Linked DNA regions of Gossypium arboreum: all the other regions are linked to region 2. Evidence: chromatin contacts called from public Hi-C data. All regions are on one chromosome and are shown on one strand. Each heading gives the region's core, a stretch centred on a gene start, on an enhancer-like site or on the middle of the called end of the contact. The rest is flanking DNA. Distances are from core to core; before and after follow the strand shown. Region 1 has its middle 81 kb from the start of LOC108484704. Region 2 holds the start of LOC108457414 (dof zinc finger protein DOF1.4-like). Region 3 holds the start of LOC108486457.

The links. Hi-C and Micro-C count contacts between places; a contact is called where the count stands out from the background.
Region 1: a contact with region 2 is called in a Hi-C map of leaf, with 6 times the contacts expected there. The contact joins the enhancer-like site here to the promoter of LOC108457414 in region 2. A contact is called at or near these places in 2 of 5 Hi-C or Micro-C datasets (both in leaf).
Region 3: a contact with region 2 is called in a Hi-C map of leaf, with 4 times the contacts expected there. The contact joins the promoter of LOC108486457 here to the promoter of LOC108457414 in region 2. A contact is called at or near these places in 2 of 5 Hi-C or Micro-C datasets (both in leaf).

The regions. Positions count from the first base shown.
Region 1 is chr6:44,578,104-44,580,803 of ASM2569848v2, forward strand. No RefSeq gene overlaps it. Among protein-coding and RNA genes, the nearest start is that of LOC108484704, 81 kb to the left of the region's middle. Within about 2 kb of position 1,433, at least 2 of the 2 cell types and tissues checked have an H3K27ac peak or open chromatin away from gene starts, as enhancers often do. A contact at or near this core is called in leaf, where this site is marked.
Region 2 is chr6:44,182,019-44,184,718 of ASM2569848v2, forward strand. LOC108457414 (dof zinc finger protein DOF1.4-like) reads left to right here and starts at 1,370. Exons shown (of 1, transcript XM_017756466.2): 1 at 1,370-2,700. The coding sequence starts at 1,830. The coding sequence ends at 2,663.
Region 3 is chr6:43,807,497-43,810,196 of ASM2569848v2, forward strand. LOC108486457 reads left to right here and starts at 1,283. Exons shown (of 18, transcript XM_017790517.2): 1 at 1,283-1,642; 2 at 1,961-2,080; 3 at 2,169-2,297; 4 at 2,402-2,464. The coding sequence starts at 1,370.

The sequences.
Region 1 (2,700 bases), core at 183-2,682, 400 kb after region 2:
TTGTTGATGAAGTTATTGAATTCATTTGACCCATTCATCAAACCCACACAACTGCTCCTTTTACTCCTATTTCTCACTGTGTTGAAGTCACCACCAATTATCCATAGGCAAGCAAACGAGATCTTTAAAGCTAAAAGATTCAACCATAATATCTTTTGATCCAAAATTGCATTAGGGGTATAAACATTAATTAGGGCTACTTCCATGCCTTTAGACAACAATTTCCCTTCTACTACTACGAACCTTTCATCACAAAGATATTTATCCAATTAAAAACTACCTTTATCCCAAATCATAACCACACTTCCTGAATGCCCATTAGCTACTAAAAATCTATAATCAAAATTATTGTCAAACCATATTTTCCTTATTATGTTGATAGTGAATGTATCTAACTTAGTTTCCTAAATAAAGTACATATTCACCCTTGTCTTGCATATAACTCTTCTAAGAAATGATATATTAGCTTCCAAGCCCATACCTGTAATGTTCTGAGATACAATCCTAGTACCAACTCACACCATAAAGATGTTACAGAATAATGACAAAGATAAACAATACAAACAAAAACCACACTTATTTTGGTTCTACCTAACCCCTAAACTCCCTATTCTCCATCTATAGGCCTTCCAACCTCATTATTTCATTTACTGCTTCACGTTCGTTCCTTCTTACACTAAATCCCAACCTTTTTCTGACTTCCAAGCTTTCTTTATTTCCTCGAGAATCAACTTCCTTCTATTGTTGATGTTAGAATCAGAAAGTGATGCATTTACTATAACCTTTTCTCTATCTGATATTAATTTCCTCTTTTCTCTCCTCAATGCCTGATCTCTCTTTCTTTTCTCTGTTACCATGAGGAAACGATCTTGAATTTCAAGCATAGAACGTTCTTTTCTACCTTGTATTTTTTTCTTCTTCCTTTTTTGATTTGATGAATCCATGTCTATTTTTTTCCCTATCTTCCTTGTCATCTCCTTCTGATTTCACTCTCTCCAGTTGATTGTCCAAAATATTTTATTCTGGACTCACATCAAGTCTCAATGTATGGGCTCTCTATAAATCCATTATTTCCTCCCAGCCCATAAATACTCTCAACCTTATCCTTCATGTTTAATTCAACAATAGCTAGACCCATATTACTAAAATCTTCCCTGGCCCATTCATTACAACTACTATCATCCTCTTCCTCCAAATTGATATTAGCCCTTAACCCATACAAATTTTCTTCTCCCCAATTTGATTCATTTTCCCAAGTTCTCTGACAGTCGTCGTTAGCGTTTTCTTTTTCGAGGAAGATAACATTAATTGCTTCATCATCCCTTGTTTGTCTCTCTTCCGATGCTTTTTCCATCCTTGTTCTTGTTGCCGATCCTGACTTAGACACAATCTCAACATCATTCTCTTGTATTGACACCAACCCATTTATTTCTTTCACTCTACATTTCCCATTGATATCATTGAAGGATTCCAACAAGCCTATTTGCTTAATTCTAACTGGAAATCTCACCTCCCCAACCTTTAGAAATATCAGCTCATGGATTTGTTCTGGTTGTTTAGTTTATACCAACATCGTCATTTTGTCGAAGCTGTTCACCTGCGTCATATTCTCACAAAGAGACACTAACTCTCCCTACAATCCCATTACTCTTTTGATTGATATGTAGTTCCAGCAATGAAAAGGCAAGACTGATAGTTCAATCCATGTCACTTCTCTATCGATATTGTTTTCTCTGACCATGACCTTATTTTGACAAAAAAAAATTTAGATATGTGCAATCATTCTGTTTTAAAATATAGAGAAGTTAATCATCTAGTTTTTTGATCAGGAAATGTCTTCCATGAATCCTTTTGATTTTGATCTCACCCAATCCACTTCGAATGATTCTTTTTGTAAGAATCTTCATTTTGCAAAACATTTCTGAAGCTTCCAGAGTTGTTCATCATCTACATTTCCCTTGATCAATTTAACTTGATGTTTCCCCTTACCATCCATAATTTCATTTAAACTCACATCATCTCTATTTTTCTTAAATGTTTCTCCCACAACCATTTCGATATCCATCACCTTCTTCCCACTTACCACCTCTTCTTTATGATTTTTAATATTTTTTCTTTGAATCCCCTTTAACTAATATTTTTCTCCATACTTGTCTACTTCCCTTGAATCTTGCCAAATAAACCTATTCCCTAAAATCACAAAGTCGTTTAACCTATCGATAGCCCTTTGTGCATCCATCATTTTGTCAAACCTATCGAATCCAAACATCTCCATGATACCGAAACAACGTCCATAGGCCTTTCCAATGTATGGTCTATGAAATGTTATGAACAAATAACGTAACATGGGGCTTCATCTCTTTAGTTGCTTACGAGGCCAAAATGTTAAAAAAAAGGTAGTGGTGTCACAAGTCAACTCGATATTAACTTAAGATTGATGAAAACACTATGAGAGAAACTATAGCGCATTTAGTATTCTTAGTATAATGTAATTATGTGTTTAAATTTAATTTTACTCACAATTTAATTTATTTTTTCATTTTAATACTCTTCATTTTTTATGTGTTATTATTAATTAGTTTCAAACCATAAATGTTATTTTTGTGCATGCTATTTTTAAAGTAACATGTGTTTTACATATGTAGTTGGCAAATATATATTTAAAATGCATGAGTGTGTTTACAAATAACATATAATAAA
Region 2 (2,700 bases), core at 120-2,619:
TTCCACACGGGCGTGTGCCCTGTTTCAAGAATCATTTTTTTAAGTCGGTTTAAGGACCCGAGTTGGTTCCGAGTGATTTCTAATGAATGTTTAAGGCCTCGTAGGTCCGTATTAAGAAGATTAATCAAGGTTCGAAAAAGTTTAAATTTGATCACGTCTTGATGACTCGGAAATGATCGTGTGCTTGTGTTAAAGTTTAGTAATGCCTCGTATGCCGTCTCGGGGTAGGGCACGGGTGTGGAGTGTTATAGGTTGCATAGTTATCAAGTGGATTTTTTTTAAATTTTAAAATATCAGACTAATAAATTTAAAAAATATTTTAATTATGTTAATAATTGAACTTAAAATTTTAAATTTAAAAGATTAAATTTCAAAAAATTAAAATAGAAAAACTAAATTATTGTGAAGAGAATAACAACCTAAAGCAGATTTTAACATAACTATCATCTTTCAAAAATAGTAATATGAGCCAAGATTTGGTTGAAGTATTAATTAAAACTTTAATCCAACACTCAAATAACATGAATTCAAACCTTGTAATCACTTACCTCTACCAATATTATAACGATAAAAAAAACTAAATTACACCCTAAATCTGATTCGCTCGGGGTTCATGTGCGGAACAGAAATGAAGTGAATTATTGACTTTAGACTTCTTTGCTTCTTCTGCCATTTTAGAGAAAAGAGACAAGTCAATTTCATGGATGGTGGTGACTGCTAATTTGACACCAAATGGGCCCTAATTAACTAGCTACAAACCATATATATTTATTTATACTATAAATATAGCAATAGCTTCAAATTTCTACGCATGGATGGTATTGGCTACTCTTTTTATTAGAAGGGGTATCATTATAACCATATTGATTATAAACTATACAAGACAAGATGATTCTTACATTTAACTCTCAAATTTTCATAATTTCAATTTTATCATGGCATGGGCTACTCTTGAATCTTTGATGGCAATAATTTTACCAATTTAGCTATAAGAATATTATGGAAGAGTAGATTATATTTTATTTATTTTACTTTAAAAATAAGTAAATTAATCCCTTTGTATTATATTAAAAAGAAATAGACTATTTTATTAAAAATTTCAATCCTTTCAGTTGTTAACAATTGATATTAATGATGAAATAATTAAATATTTTTATCACGGTGTATTATTTGTTTCTCATACTAACATAAAATGATTATTTTTAATAATAAAATAGATAAAAAATTTTAAAAATATTAATTTTTCATATAAAATTAATTAATTTATTTTAAATGAAAACACAAAATAGACTGAACCTCGAGGCGATACATCATTTTCGTAGATATGGCGGAGCCAACGCGTGCATGCAAGTGGTTAACTAAGTTACAGTTCCTTAATACTTAATATAGTACAACATGAAACTCTTTACCCTTCTCTTTACAGATCATTCAATCACTCCACTATCAACGGTCCACCAAATCCCACGTGTCACCAACCCGCACCATCACCTTCACCCCTAAGCAACTCTCTTTCTCCATTTCCTTTTGCTCTATAAAGTTCTTTTGCACCATCACATTACACCACACAACAAACAAATTTCATTAATTTTGATTCTCTTTTTTACCTTACTAACTCATACTACAATATTAAATATTATTATTATTCCCTTTGTATAATATGAACGATGGAGAGGGCGCTCAAAGACTGCTCATTTCTCATCACCTTCTTCCGATTATCTGATCCCTTCTTTCACTTCCATTCAAAAGCTTGAAATTTTTATGGTTTTGAAAGAGCTTCTGAAGTTGACACACACACACACACATATATAGAGATAGAGAGAGAGAAAAGGATGGGATTGAGTTGTAAACAGGTTTCCAGTGATGAGGTTGAGTGGATCCAGGGCCAGTCTTTGTTGCAGGCTCCAACTATGGAGCGTCCAAAAGCTTCATCAATGAAAAGGCGACATCATCAAGAAAACCAGCTGCAGCAATCGGAACCGCCATTGAAGTGTCCAAGGTGTGATTCTTCCAACACAAAGTTCTGTTATTATAACAACTATAACAAGTCACAACCTAGGTATTTTTGCAAGACCTGTAAAAGACATTGGACTAAAGGTGGTAATCTTCGCAATGTTCCCGTTGGTGGAGGCCGTAAAAACAAGCGGCATCAGACATCCGCCGCCGCTTCTGCCAGTAAAACAACCACTACTACGATCAAAAGCTCCACCTCTTCCGCTATTCAACCGCATCAGCTTCCGCCTGCCGATCAAAAGTACATACCGAACATCAAATTTCATTCATCGTTGCAGCAAAATTCTGTAAATTGCAGAAACTCGGAGAGAGAAAATTTCAGCACAAACAATGGAGTCTGCTTGGATTCTACCATGTCTCAAGGCTTACAGACTCCATTTCCTTTGCCGTTTCCATTTTCAAGTTCAAGCTCATATTCTTTGGAAACATCCCCATCTTCAATATCAGCCTCGTTTCAGTCTTCGAGTCTCTACAACTATAGTGGAGAAACGAGGGAGGATCCAACAGGTTCACAGACCTGGCAAGAACCTATTACCAGCAATGGCATTGAAATGGCAAACTACTGGAATTGGGATGATATTGATGCACTTGTCTCTACTGATCTCAACATTCCATGGGATGACTCTGAGATCAAACCATGGAAAGATCTTTAAACCATGCATATATATTAATTATACATGTTGTCCGGTT
Region 3 (2,700 bases), core at 33-2,532, 370 kb before region 2:
CAAAACCAACCCTAAAATTACTCTCAAAAATAAGACTACATGCATAAGCAAGACTAAAAAGCATTCTATAAGAATAGACAAAAACTTCTAAAAGTGAGACTTATTAAATAATGGAAAAACAAACAAAAAAACAAAAACTTAAGATAACACGAGTCCAAACCGACTCATGAAATCATTTATTATTCTGAAATTCTCAAAATAGAAACAGATTAAGAAGTCAACGAAGAGCTACTCATTTTCTAAAAGAAATTGTCGGTGGTCGATAGTGTTTCAACTATTATAAGCACTGTCATCTATCCATCACAACTTGTAAAGACAACAAAGATACCCACAAAATAGAACTGCAAGCTGAAAAGAGAGAAGACGCATGGAGTGAATGTAAAGGAGAAAGAAAAAGAGGGTTGATGGGCAAGAGAAAAATGTGGGCGATAACTAGCTCGGAGGCTAACACTGCCGCTAGGCAAAAACAAAAAGAAACAAATGATTTGGAGAAAAAAAAAATAAGGTTTCCCAAACTCTACTTTATATATATTATAGATAAAAAATTAAAATTAATAGATAATGAAATGTGCTTGTGTTATGAACTTGGACTTTAGTTGAGCTAGCCTCGTGGCGTTAATATTCAAGAGTTTTGAATAAATTTTTTCAATTGCATTGATAATTCAAGTTATGAATGATTCAAAGAATGCTTTTATTTATAGTGGAGCTCATCTTACATCAAAAGTACAAAGTAAATTATGTCAATGGTTTACATTTAAACCTATCTATAATTAAGGGCGAATTTAAGGAATAGGCAGAGTGACTTTGGTCCCCAAAAATGAAAATAATGTAATATGGTACCTTTATGAACAATGAAAATTTAAGTTAATATATAGTAAAATTACATTTTAGTCTAAAAAATTTGTTCAATCCATTTAAAAATGATGAAATTAAAATTAATAAATAATAAAATTATATTTTAACTTATTAAAATTTATAATTTAGTTCCGATTTCCCGTTGATATAAAGTGATAAAAAAGTTGAACTCTATTACTCATAAAATATAAATTATTGGAGTGTTTGTTGAAGAGTTTGATTTCTTTCTTTTTAAATAGCGGCCCAACCCGGCCTAGGAAAATCTGGAACTTATATTTCAGTAAATACAAAGGTCCATTAAAAATTAGGCGGAATAAAATAGACAACTTCAAAGCCCAACTTCTCTCAAGTCCGACCATAACTATATAAAGGCCCAGCTTTTGTCACGTGCGATTATATCCACACGTGGGTATCCCTCGCTATATTTAGGCCTCCCTTTCATCTTCCCCATTTCCCACTCGCTCTCGAAATCAAAAACCCTTGCCAATCCATTCCTCGGATTAAACAAAGAGAGATGACCGCTGAGATACTCCCCAACCAGAACGGCTCCGTCGTTTACAACGGAGATCTGAATAAGTCTAACTCTAACCCTAACCCCATCTCCAACCCTTCCGCCGCCTCCAAGAAGTCCCGCGAGAGCGAACGACGTCGTAGAAGGCGCAAGCAGAAGAAGAATAAGAGTAAGAATACCTCCCACCAAGAAAATGACGCCGCAGACGGTCCCGTTTCCGAAGCCGGTGACAGCGACGCTGCCGAAGATGAAAAGAAGAATTCCTATCAGCAGCAGGTATCCAGCTATTTTTCCTTCCCTTCTTTTTTGTTTTGAGGTTTCTATGTTTTTAGTGAATATCGATTGTTTCGTCTGGTTTTTGCATGTCTTTGTGCATAATACAAGTTCTATAGTGACTTAAGAATTTTCGATTTTCTTTAGATGGAATAGAATTGAGCTTTTATTTTTGGGTTTAACTGTAGTTTGAAAATTTTCTTATGGCTATTTTGTTATTGTTGTTTTCTTAAATTCAGCATATTTCACTCTAATCTTACATAATGTAAGTTGCATTTGTTTATAAGTAAACTAAGCATTTTCTTTTGTTTGACACTGTAGGTAATGGAAGAAGTTCAGGTAGAGTACGTTCCTGAAAAAGCTGAGTTAGATGATGGCATTGATGAGGAATTTAGGAAGGTTTTTGAAAAATTCAGCTTCTGGGAAGCTGCTGGTTCTGAGGTGAAATGAAATTCAGTTTTATATGATCAATTAATTTTCGAATTTCCTTGTTAGTTCTCTAAAGAAACTTTTAATTCTATTTTTACAGGAGAGTGACAAGAAGGACGAGTCTACCCAAGATGCTGATGCAAAGAAGGGGGCTGATTCTGATTCAGGAGAGGAGGACCAGGATAATCAACAGAAAGAGAAAGGTGGCTTATCAAATAAGAAGAAGAAGGTTTTTGGTTTCTCCTTATATTTTCTGAGATTATTTGTGTTATTATATGTAGTTCATTTTGATGAGACTGAAACTGAAAATACTTGTTTTGATATTGTTGACAGCTGCAAAGGCGGATGAAAATTGCTGAGTTAAAACAGATTTGCTCAAGGCCTGATGTTGTAGAAGTATGTTTCTCTTACTGTTTATTTGATGTTTGCTTCTTTTCTTGTTCCTCTCTTGTTTGTTTTTAAACCAGTGTTAAAACAAATTTTTATTCCAATGTTGAATCAGAGCACATTTGCTATGAATTTTTTATTTTTATTTTTTGAAATGAAGTTTTTTTCCCATGGCTATTAAGGGATCTTATTTTCTAATCTTTTGTTATGAATTTTTTCATGCAATACTGTTGGAATATTGCGAC